Linked DNA regions of Mus musculus: region 1 is linked to region 2. The links are chromatin contacts, called in public promoter capture Hi-C maps. All regions are on one chromosome and are shown on one strand. Each heading gives the region's core, a stretch centred on a gene start, on an enhancer-like site or on the middle of the called end of the contact. The rest is flanking DNA. Distances are from core to core; before and after follow the strand shown. Region 1 has its middle 70 kb from the start of Gm27188. Region 2 has its middle 48 kb from the start of Cgnl1.

Region 1 (5,130 bases), core at 2,213-4,712, 370 kb after region 2:
TTGAATGGCATGTAAGCCAAAGAGGAGAAGGGAAAAAAATGATTAACTAAAAGCCCAGTAGAGTGTAGCTGGCTATCAGAACGGTTCCAGAGTCTCAAAGCTCGATGCCGGGCCCGTTTCTGTTCCTCCTCCTTCAGGTTCACTCATTCCTTCTCAATGTCTGTAGTCAGTAACCTTTTCTCCCCTACAAAGGCAAGATGGCCTCCAGATGCCTCAGGCTCACATTCTTCAAGTTTAGCAATCTTCCAAGGAGAGAAATCATCCTCATTAATTGATGAGGAAAGGTTCTGGAGAGGACCGTGTTTAGCTCAGCCAATGTCACACCCATTCCTCAGTCAATTAATTACTGCAGTGAGAAGGACAAAACACTTTAATTGGCTAAATCTGTTCCTCCCATGTCTCCTTACATCTACTGGCTGAATCTGGATCCATGCCTCTGCCTTGTGGACCGGGAGAGGAAAGGCTCAGGATGGTGCTGTGCTCTGGAGGAGGCGGTTCTCCAAAGGAAAACATGTGGGTGTTGCTGAGAGGGAAGTGGATGAACAATGGGAACTTAGCCAGCACACCACACCAGGGCTGACACAGAGCTCTTACGTGTAGGTTTCGTGAACCAACTGGCCTCCGTCCAGGTCATTCAGGGGTCTATTGTCAATAGCTGAGGCACATACTGTACCTTTGTTAGCTGTTTAGAATAGTACCCGAACACTATGATTTTAAAGTAGTCTATGCAGTGCTGGGGTCTACAGGGCCTTGCACACATTGGACAAGTACTCTACCACTGAGTCACACTGTCGGCCCACAGGAATGATGCATGTGTTGTAACATGGACACACAACAAGGATGCTTGCTTGTCTTTATGAAACTGAAAATTGATCCTTTGCACTTAAAACATATATATATGAACATATAATACACATATACATACGTGTGTGTGTGTGTGTGTGTGTGTGTGTGTGTGTGTGTGTGTGTTTAAGGCATTTTTTCAGACCCTCATCAGAATTGGGTGGAATAGAGCAAGAATTGGTAAATAAAATAAAATAAGTAAATGAACCTTTCTTGCCTTTTGTTTCTCCTGAGGAATAATATAGTGTGCGCACAGTCTTTTCTATGAGGCGTTGTATCTCCTGGCCCAGCGTCTCCAAGTGGCTTGATTTTAAGATAACTTGACTGAGTACTTGAGTCAGTAGTGAGCCTGGTGGAAAGGAGCATGAGAGCCAAGCTAAGCCCCAAGTCCCCAAGATGCCCTTCAGGAGCAGTCAGCCATTTAATTTGATCTATTAAACAAACTTAGCAGTTGGGGTGCCCACACAGCGAGAAAGGCTGCTTAGAGATGAGATGCTGGCTTTAACTGGAATCTTCTGTCCCTTATTAGACAGCCATAAGCTTCTAATTATACACACCATCTTCCTTTCAAATGTGGATTTGTAAAAGCTTATGAATTTTCATTCTTAGTCTCAGATTTAGGGAATAAAAACAAGTTCTTGTCATGAACAAATAGGAGGGTTCTTTTTTCCTCCTTTTCTTTCTTCCTTTTAAAATTTTGTCCTGCCCCCAAAAGATTCTTGATAATTGATCAAACACCCACTGTGCACCAGAGCTGCGTGAGGGACTTGGAACTATACGAAGGACGTTTGAAAGGTAATTCCTGTCCTTGAAGAATTTAGGTAAGGTGTCTCTGGAGAAAGTCTCATACCCAGGACAATTATGCAACAAGGGATTGCACTGTTCTTTCCAAAGTGGCTTCCCTTCTGTTTCCTTCCCTGAATGGGGGTTTTGCTTCAAGCTCCAGAATTTCTTTTTTGTAGTTTTCCTTGATCCCTTGAATGGAAGGTAGGGACTGTACTGTTCGAACTGCCCTTCTAAGCACTAAATTAGGTTGTCTATAACCATTCACCTGAGCACGTGGGGGGAGAGTGAGAGTTGGGGGGTGCAGGTGCACATGGGGATGGGAGGCTCCTCGAATTTTTTCTTGTGTCTGCACTGCAATGACACACAGCCAGTCCTAGAACCAACCAAAACTGCCTGGTTAAAACGTTGGGTATAAACCTGAGTTGCTAGGTGCTCTGAGTTACCACACCCAGTCTTCTCAGCCCTTCTTTCTGCAAACTGACCCCTTGCAGTGTTGCCATTCTTCCACTGACTGAGCTCAGACACCACTCTCTCCACAAGGCTTCCACCCTTTGCATCTCCTAGACTGTATTTCTTGTACCTCTTCCTAGCATTGGTTTGTTTTTATGTCTCCATTCCCATTCTAGACGCTTTGTATCATGTTTTATTATCCTGGAACCCTGAGTGCCTAGTAGGATCCCTGACACACAGTAAGTCCTCTTTAAGTTATTGAAATGAATCAAATCAGTTTGCATACAATTCAATAGTGGCATAGAAGAGACTCAGGCAACTGAAGGCCCCGAGCCCTGAGCTTTACATCTATCTAGGTCATAACAGGGAAAGCAACCTTGAAGAGGAGGAGATGAAAGGGCAGTGCTCCAGTGCTTGCTGCTGGAGCCCAACAAAAGCTGGTGACGTTGAGTGGATGGATGGGTCTGGCTGGTTGAAGAGTATTAGGGATGAAGGTTGTAGAGGCCAGGTTGGGTCAATGGAGGATCCTGAGTGTCAGTCAGAGCCAGTGAAATGGGATACAACATGCCACGAAATCCAAGGAAAATCAGTTCTCAGAGTGAGCGTGCCCTTTTCCATGCTTCTGCCTGAGAACGGATGTCCCTACTCTTAGCATGTCACTGGCAGGGCTTGTGCCATCTGGGTACGGCAGTGTGGTGTAGAAGCAGGGTGGCAATAGAGGGGTCAGGAGTGCTGGAGGTGACTTTCCTCCACTTTGGCACAGATCTGGTGCTTGAGGTGGTGAAATAGTTTCGTGATGTAATCCTCAGCGTGACGTGGAGAGCATGGTTCGAGAGGCCCCTTTAGAGCCGGGCATGGTGGCGCATGCCTTTAATCCCAGCACTTGGGAAGCAGAGGCAGGCGGATGTCTGAGTTTGAGGCCAGCCTGGTCTACAGAGTGAGTTCCAGGACAGCCAGGGCTACACAGAGAAACCCTGTCTTAAAAGAGAGAGACAGAGAGAGAGAGAGAGGTATTTATTTGTCTCTCTGCCTCCAATCTATTCTGGAACAAAGCCAGGCTTAAACAGGCATCAAATAAAGTTTTTGAAATTTGAACTCAGAGATGCACAGGAAAAAACGGAAAGCAGAAACCACTAGAGCTGAAATGACAGTGCATAATGATGCTTTTGTCAAAGGTGTTTAAGATCTACCCAAAGATTCTTTGAAGACAGGGAGACCCGGGAAGTTTCTGGTCTGTGGGCTTCTTGGAAATTAAGGAGTGGGTAGTACAAGGGCCTAGCGATATCTCCGCCAACCCAAAGAAGAAACAGAGGACTGTTTACTGAGTGACTTTGCTGTTGGAAGCGTCCCAGCCACAGCTTGGGAACATCGGGCAGAGTTACCACCCTGCTGCCACAGCCTCTGCCAACTTGGATAAGAAGCCTTGGAGCTGACCTGTCTCTTGGCTCTGACACAAGGCAAGTGAGCACACCAGCAGGCAAGGAAAGGAAGACATTGTGAAATAAAAGACACGAAAACGAGGCGAGCAGGGTGCTCCTCTCGTCTCCCGTGATCCCACCCTACTCCACCCTCACTCCCACCCCCACCCCTACCCCCACCCACCTCCATCCACTTCTCCACACCCTGAGCCTCTCCTTAGCTTCATCACCACAACCATCTGCAAACTGGTATAAACCAGAACTTTCCCTTTATTTCCAGGGGTTATGTGGCCCTCAAAGTGTAGCTGTTCTAACAGAGGGCGGAGCATTCAGTTGTTTAATAGTGCTTTGTCCCCTAAGAAAGTGGTTCTAGGTTTGATGGAGATTAAAATCACGCCTCTAGGAAGGGAACTGGTTTACAAAGACATAACGCTTTTGAAATGCAATGTTAAATACAAGAGGAAGACTCACTGCGAGGAAATAATTGGGCTCTAGATCTGGCAGAGTCGGAATTCTCTTCTTGGTCAGACACAAAATCCCCTAGGTCTAGATCCTGCCTTTGTTCAAGCTGCCCGGAAGAAAGTTTAGAAAGATGGACTTTGTTTCAGATACACCAGATATGTTTGTAGCCTAAATCTGCCATTCCTCTTACTGTTGGGGACAGTGTAGGGATAATTCCATTTGTCACCAGCCGCAGTTCTTTAGAAGAAGTGGTGAGATTTATTACGGAAAGTATCAGTCATCCCGTATAAATAGATGCACAGTTAAGGCACGCACGGCAGGCGCAGTGTACACTTCTGATGGGGCGTAAGGAACTTATTAGTGAAGGCTTGTGACCCCCCCCCCAAATAGTCCCTTAGGAGAAAAGCAGAGTGAAGACTATGCTTACAGTTTATAGAAAATATTCTTCAGAACAGTGGTTTTGGCTTTACTTAGTCGTAGGAATCATTTCAACTAAAATTTATTTATTTATTGCTACATGCAAATGATACAACAGGCTGATAATATAGCAAAAATGAATTATTTTCCACTGCTGACCTGGCTCTTCAATCTCCCCTTTCCTCAGTCGGAGCTGCTGCAGTCAGCCCCTCAGCTGTTGACACACGGTAGTCCAGTGCTCACGCTCCTCGGTGCCTCAGGTTTTTCCATAGCAAGTCCGGAAATCGTTTCTTAGTCTGTAGGTAGGAGCCACAGCCATTGTATTTAAAAAATTTAACTTTGGTTCATGTCTTGCCCTAGTGGTTAGGGTTAGCTGTTTGTTTTGACAGTGCAGATACATTTTAACCAACGCCCACGTCCCCCTGAGTCTTCCCCAAATATTTGGGGGTTTTGATTTTTCCAGATGGGGTTTCTCTATGTATCCCTGGCTGTCCTGAAACTTACTGTAGACCAGGCTGGTCTCCAACTCAAGAGATCCATCTGCCTCTGCCTCGTAAATGCTGGGATTAAAGGCATGCGCCATCATTGCCTGAGTCTTCCCCATCTATTTTTATCAATTTGATTCATATGTATGGTATTCTGCTGCGTGACTCTGACTTCATTCATCCACAATTTCATATCTGAGCATTCCGGTTGTTTGCTTTTCTTTTTGCAGTCAACAAATGTTCATGCAGTCTTGGGAGCACAGGTGAGA
Region 2 (4,804 bases), core at 29-2,528:
ATTCTAAGGCTACTTTGGAATGCAGATGCGGATCCCTGCTCATTTTCAGTGAAAACTTGTCATCAGATGTTGGTGGCGTTGAGTGAAAATGAAGTTAATCTAAAATCCCTGATGGAGCATGCAGACAATTGAGGACAGTTGAATTTAGGGGCTATATGACTTCTCTATATGTCACGGACATTGCTTTCATTCCGTGATACTAGAGATGGAGTGATTGAGGCTCAGTACCATGCTAGGTCAGAGCTGTACAGAGGCAGTGAGGGTATAAGACAATAGGAGAATAGAAGAAACCCACAGTTCTCCTGGCACTAGTGAAGAGAAAGAGAAAGGAAAGAAAAGAATGAAAGGAATAAGTTAAAATAAATAAGTACTTCGGTGCCTACACCAGGCAAACAAGTCTTTTTAATTAAGAAAAAAATTTTAAGCATGAAATGGGAGCAAAGGGGCTTAAAGGCAATTCCTGCCCCTGTGAGATATTTTCACTAAAGAATTAGGACAACCAGGGATTATTGTTTTCTTAAGCTTTTGATTGAAATCGCAGACTTTCATCTCTTCTGCAGTTAGAAAACCCGAGAGGCCAGTGGCTCAACTTCCCTAAGGAGAAACAAAAGACAAAAATAACCCCGGGGTGGCTGAGATTCTTGGGGTGGGTGTGGGATGGGGGTGAGTGTTGGATGGTGGGGGTGTGGGATGGGGGAGTGGGTGTGGGATGGGGGGGAGTGTTGGATGGGGGGGGGTGACCGCCGGTGATGGAGAAGGTGGTTTATCCAATTCTCCTGTTCCTCTCATGGCTAGCCATACAGTCATGGGATAAACCTCTCCACCCTTTCCCCACAGGTTTTCTCCATCCGAGCTGCCCCTCCCCATGTGCTGAGCCCAGATGCTGAGCCCATCAGACCCAGGTTTTAGCAGGAACATGCATCTCCTGCAGGAACGTTCATCTCCTGCAGGAACATGCATCTCCTGCAGGAACGTGCATCTCCTGCAGGAACATGCATCTCCTGCAGGAATGTGCATCTCAGCAGCCTGGTAAAAGAGCAAACCGTTCAGGGCACGGCCAGTCTGCTTCTTTTTTGATACACGCACTCAAGTTTGCTGATCTGAGCTTTTGAACCAGGCATGAGTTTAGCTCCTGGTCAAGGTAAAAAATAATCCACTAAGGTTCTAAACAGTTGTAGGAATTCGATTTCTCTCTTGCCATTGGGAAATAGTGTCTCAGCTGCATGGGAACTCTCTGTGAGATCTACACCGTGGGTGTTATGCAACATTTAAAAATAAAATTTCGGGGCTGGAAAGATGGCTCAGCAGTTAAGAGCACTGACTGCTTTTACAGAGGATCCACCCAGGTTTAGTTCCCAGCACCCACATGGTGGCTCACAACTGTCCTTAACTCCAGTTTCAGGGTATCCAGCATCCTCCAAAAGCACGAAGCATGCACGTGGTTCACATATATGCATGAAGGCGGAAGAATCGTTCACAAAAAATAAAATAAATCAGTCAATCTTTTAAAAACAAGTTCAGAGGCTAGAGATGTTGCTCAGTGAGGAGAATGCTTACCCAGAATGAATGAAGCCCTGTGTTGGGGTCCTAGCGCCATATAAACCTACTGTAGTACATGTCTATAACCCCAGCATTCCAGAGGCAGAACCAAGAGGATCAGGCGGTCAAGATCATTGCTGGCTACGTAGCAAGTTTGAAGCAAAAAAAACTGGGCTACATGAGACCCTCATCTTCTGCCCTAAAAATCGGTATCAATTCACTGGGAGGAATTTCCACAACGCCACTATCATTCCACAAGCAAACCAAATGGCAGAGAGAGCAGGTGGTAGGATCAGGACCCAGTTTTTATAACACAGTCACGGGAAGGGTGACAGACACTCTTGAACCAAAAGGAGCTTTCCATGGCTGCTACCTTGAGCTGCTAGGACAAGCGCCCACACTGAATCTCCTTACGGAAGAGGATACATTTTTTTTTTTTAAGATTCATTTATTTATTATATGTAAGTACACTGTAGCTGTCTTCAGACAATCCAGAAGAGGGCGTCAGATCTTGTTATGGATGGTTGTGAGCCACCATGTGGTTGCTGGGATTTGAACTCCGAACCTTCGGAAGAGCAGTCGGGTGCTCTTACCCACTGAGCCATCTCACCAGCCCAAGAGGATACATTTTGGCTTATGGTTTTAGAGGTTTGGTCCATGGCTGCTTGCTCCTGTGGAGATGAAGTGCTTTATGTCACGAGTACCTGGTAAAGCTAAGGTGCTTACCTCATGGCAATCAGGAGATAGGAGAGAGGGAGGTTGAATCCCTTCATCCCCTTAAAGGGCATTCCTCCAGTGACCTAACTCCTCTCTATATAACTCCTCTCTATAGCAGTCACCTCCTAAAGGTTCTCCAACCTCTCAGTAGCACCACCACGGATACACTGAGTACTTTGTCAACTTGACACAAGCTGCGATGGTTTGAATGAGAATTCCCCCCCCCTCCGCCCCCCATAGTCTCATATATTTGAATGCTTGGTCATCAGGAAGTGGCACTGCTTGGGAGGGATTCAGAGGGGCCCTGTTGGAGAAACTGTATCACTATGGGTGGTCTTTGGGGTTTCAAAAGCTCAAGCCAGCCTCAGAGCCTCCAGAGGTCTTTCCAGCTCACTGTGGATCTGGATGTAGAACTCTCAGCTCCTCTTCCAGTCCCAGTGTCTGCCTGCATGCTGCCATGCTCCCCACCATGATGGTAATGGACCAAACCTCTGAAACTGTAAGCAAACCCCAATTAAAAGTATCCCTTTATAAGGCAGTGCTACCCCTGGCCATGTGGTTCTGAATTCTATAAATAGAAGGAAACAAACAAACAAACTGAGCAAGACATATTGTGGTGGACATGGTCAGGATGTGTAAGCCAAATAGACTTTGTCCCGCTTAGTTACTTTCAGTCATGGTCTTTACCACAGTAACAGGAAGCAGAGTAGGACAGCTGGAGACTAAGCTTTTAACGTGTGGCCTTCAAGACCCAAACCTTACCAGACAAAAGGAAAAGAATGTTCCAAAGAAAGCCATTATACACAGAATCTAAGGGCAGATTCTCGCACAAAACTCAAAATTTCAAATGCATGCATAGTGTAGATACAATGTTGTGTACATTGTGTAAAGTTTGCCCTTGTGTTATTCAAATGCTGACTTCTCTGCCCTCGTATCTTGTTTCAATCCAGAAATGGCATTGTAATGCGTACGCCAAAATCTCCTGTCTCAAGTTTGTGTAAGCAGTTCTTACCATTCATTCTCTGCCTTGTCAATAAATGTGATCACCCAGTGGCTGGGCAGAATAGAGAATAGGGTGGGATGTCCACTAGCGAGAGGGAGGACATCAGGAGGGTCAGGAGGCCAGATGCACCGTGAGGATGGAGGACTTGGAGCCATGAAGAATGAGTTCAAAGAGCCAGATCAGTAATAATATGCAAGTATCATGGGATGGTCTGGGAGGTAGCCAGATGAGCACAGACAGTAAAGAAATCATTTGATTGTTCAGCTACTGAGGTGCAGTTTTAAACAAATCTTGATTTCTCTGAGGAGTTACTGGGGACTAACATAAGGTAAAGACATACAGCTGCAGGGTTAGTTCACTGCTTACATTTATATTGAGGATGATTTACTTTCAACATAGGATTGAGGAAACAGTGCAGGGGAAGGACCTGTAGTGTGAGCATGGAGACCTGAGTTCCACACCCAGCACCCATGTAAAAAACACTTGGAATCTCAGTCCTGGGGACGTGGAGACAGGTGGACTCCTGGGTCTCACTGGCTCACCCGCCTAACCTAACAGGCAAGCTCCAGGCCGATGAAAGAGTCTTATCTCAAAAACCAAGGTGGAAGCTCCTAAGTTGTAACCCCAGAGGTTGACTCCTGGCCTCCACGGGCAAGCACATACACACATGCACATGTACCACCACCCCAGCACACATAAAATACACGCAACACATACACAAACACTTGAAGGGGTCAACCTTGGAGGTTTTTTAAAAGAATTATTTATTTTATGTATGTGAGTACCCTGCTGCTCTCTTCAGAAATCCCAGAAGAGGGCCTCAGATTCCATTACAGATGGTCATGAGCCACCATGTGGTTGCTGGGAATTGAACTCAGGACCTCTGGAAGAGCAATCAGTGCTCTTAACTGCTGAGCCACCTCTCCAGCCCAACCTTGGAGTTTTAAAGTAAGTGTGGTACAGATGCACAGAAACGGCTGTACCACAGCTGTGATGGTGATGGAAGGAGAATTCGGTCTGACCTGGTGAGGGGCAGCCTCAAATTACACTGGCAAAAAACAAGCTCGACTCTTCTCTTGGTTTGGTCCTCCCTCATCCAATCTTGCTTCTCTTCCAACCCTTCCTCTCTTCACTGTCCCCTCCTCCTTTAGAGATCTTGCCCAGGCTGTGGCCCATTCTTTACCCAGGCCTGAATCACCTCCAGAGACCAGTGAGCCTCATCTCTTCCTACCTCTACCAGGATCTGGAGATATGAGTTACTTATCCAAAGTCACAAATTGGCACCCTTCTCCAAATAGGTCTTAGAAACTAATTCAACTACCAAGGCCAATCTTTCTTTCTTTCCTGCAGGAAGAATATCTTGTGGGAAGGTTTTCATAATTCAGTTAGCTCATAATTCCCCACCAGAAAACAGACTTTGAAGCAGCTGGCTGCCATGTTTATATGGAGCAGGTCAGCTCTGGTTTCCTGGGAGCCCACCATCACCCACATATTTGCTCCTTCCAGAAGCTCCCCGCCCTCACACACACACATGTGCTCGTGACA

What was found. Promoter capture Hi-C pulls out the DNA fragments that hold promoters and counts their contacts.
Region 1: a promoter capture Hi-C map of hippocampal neurons shows a contact between it and region 2, with 2.6 times the contacts expected there. The contact joins two enhancer-like sites. A contact is called at or near these places in 16 of 39 promoter capture datasets (the 3T3-L1 cell line, 3T3-L1-derived adipocytes, the C10 cell line and 11 more), 4 of 15 datasets of contacts at CTCF or cohesin (the NIH/3T3 cell line, embryonic stem cells, pro-B cells and 1 more), 67 of 484 Hi-C or Micro-C datasets (B cells, the BV-2 cell line, the C2C12 cell line and 35 more), 20 of 115 datasets of contacts at active chromatin or transcription factors (the 230-238 cell line, CD8 T cells, the NIH/3T3 cell line and 11 more) and 4 of 9 other capture datasets (adipose tissue, embryonic stem cells, liver and 1 more).

What each region holds. Positions count from the first base shown.
Region 1 is chr9:72,180,654-72,185,783 of GRCm38.p6, forward strand. No RefSeq gene overlaps it. Among named protein-coding and RNA genes, the nearest start is that of Gm27188, 70 kb to the right of the region's middle. Within about 2 kb of position 3,463, at least 31 of the 459 cell types and tissues checked have an H3K27ac peak or open chromatin away from gene starts, as enhancers often do. A contact at or near this core is called in hippocampal neurons, where this site is marked.
Region 2 is chr9:71,817,388-71,822,191 of GRCm38.p6, forward strand. No RefSeq gene overlaps it. Among named protein-coding and RNA genes, the nearest start is that of Cgnl1, 48 kb to the left of the region's middle. Within about 2 kb of position 1,279, at least 8 of the 459 cell types and tissues checked have an H3K27ac peak or open chromatin away from gene starts, as enhancers often do. A contact at or near this core is called in hippocampal neurons, where this site is marked.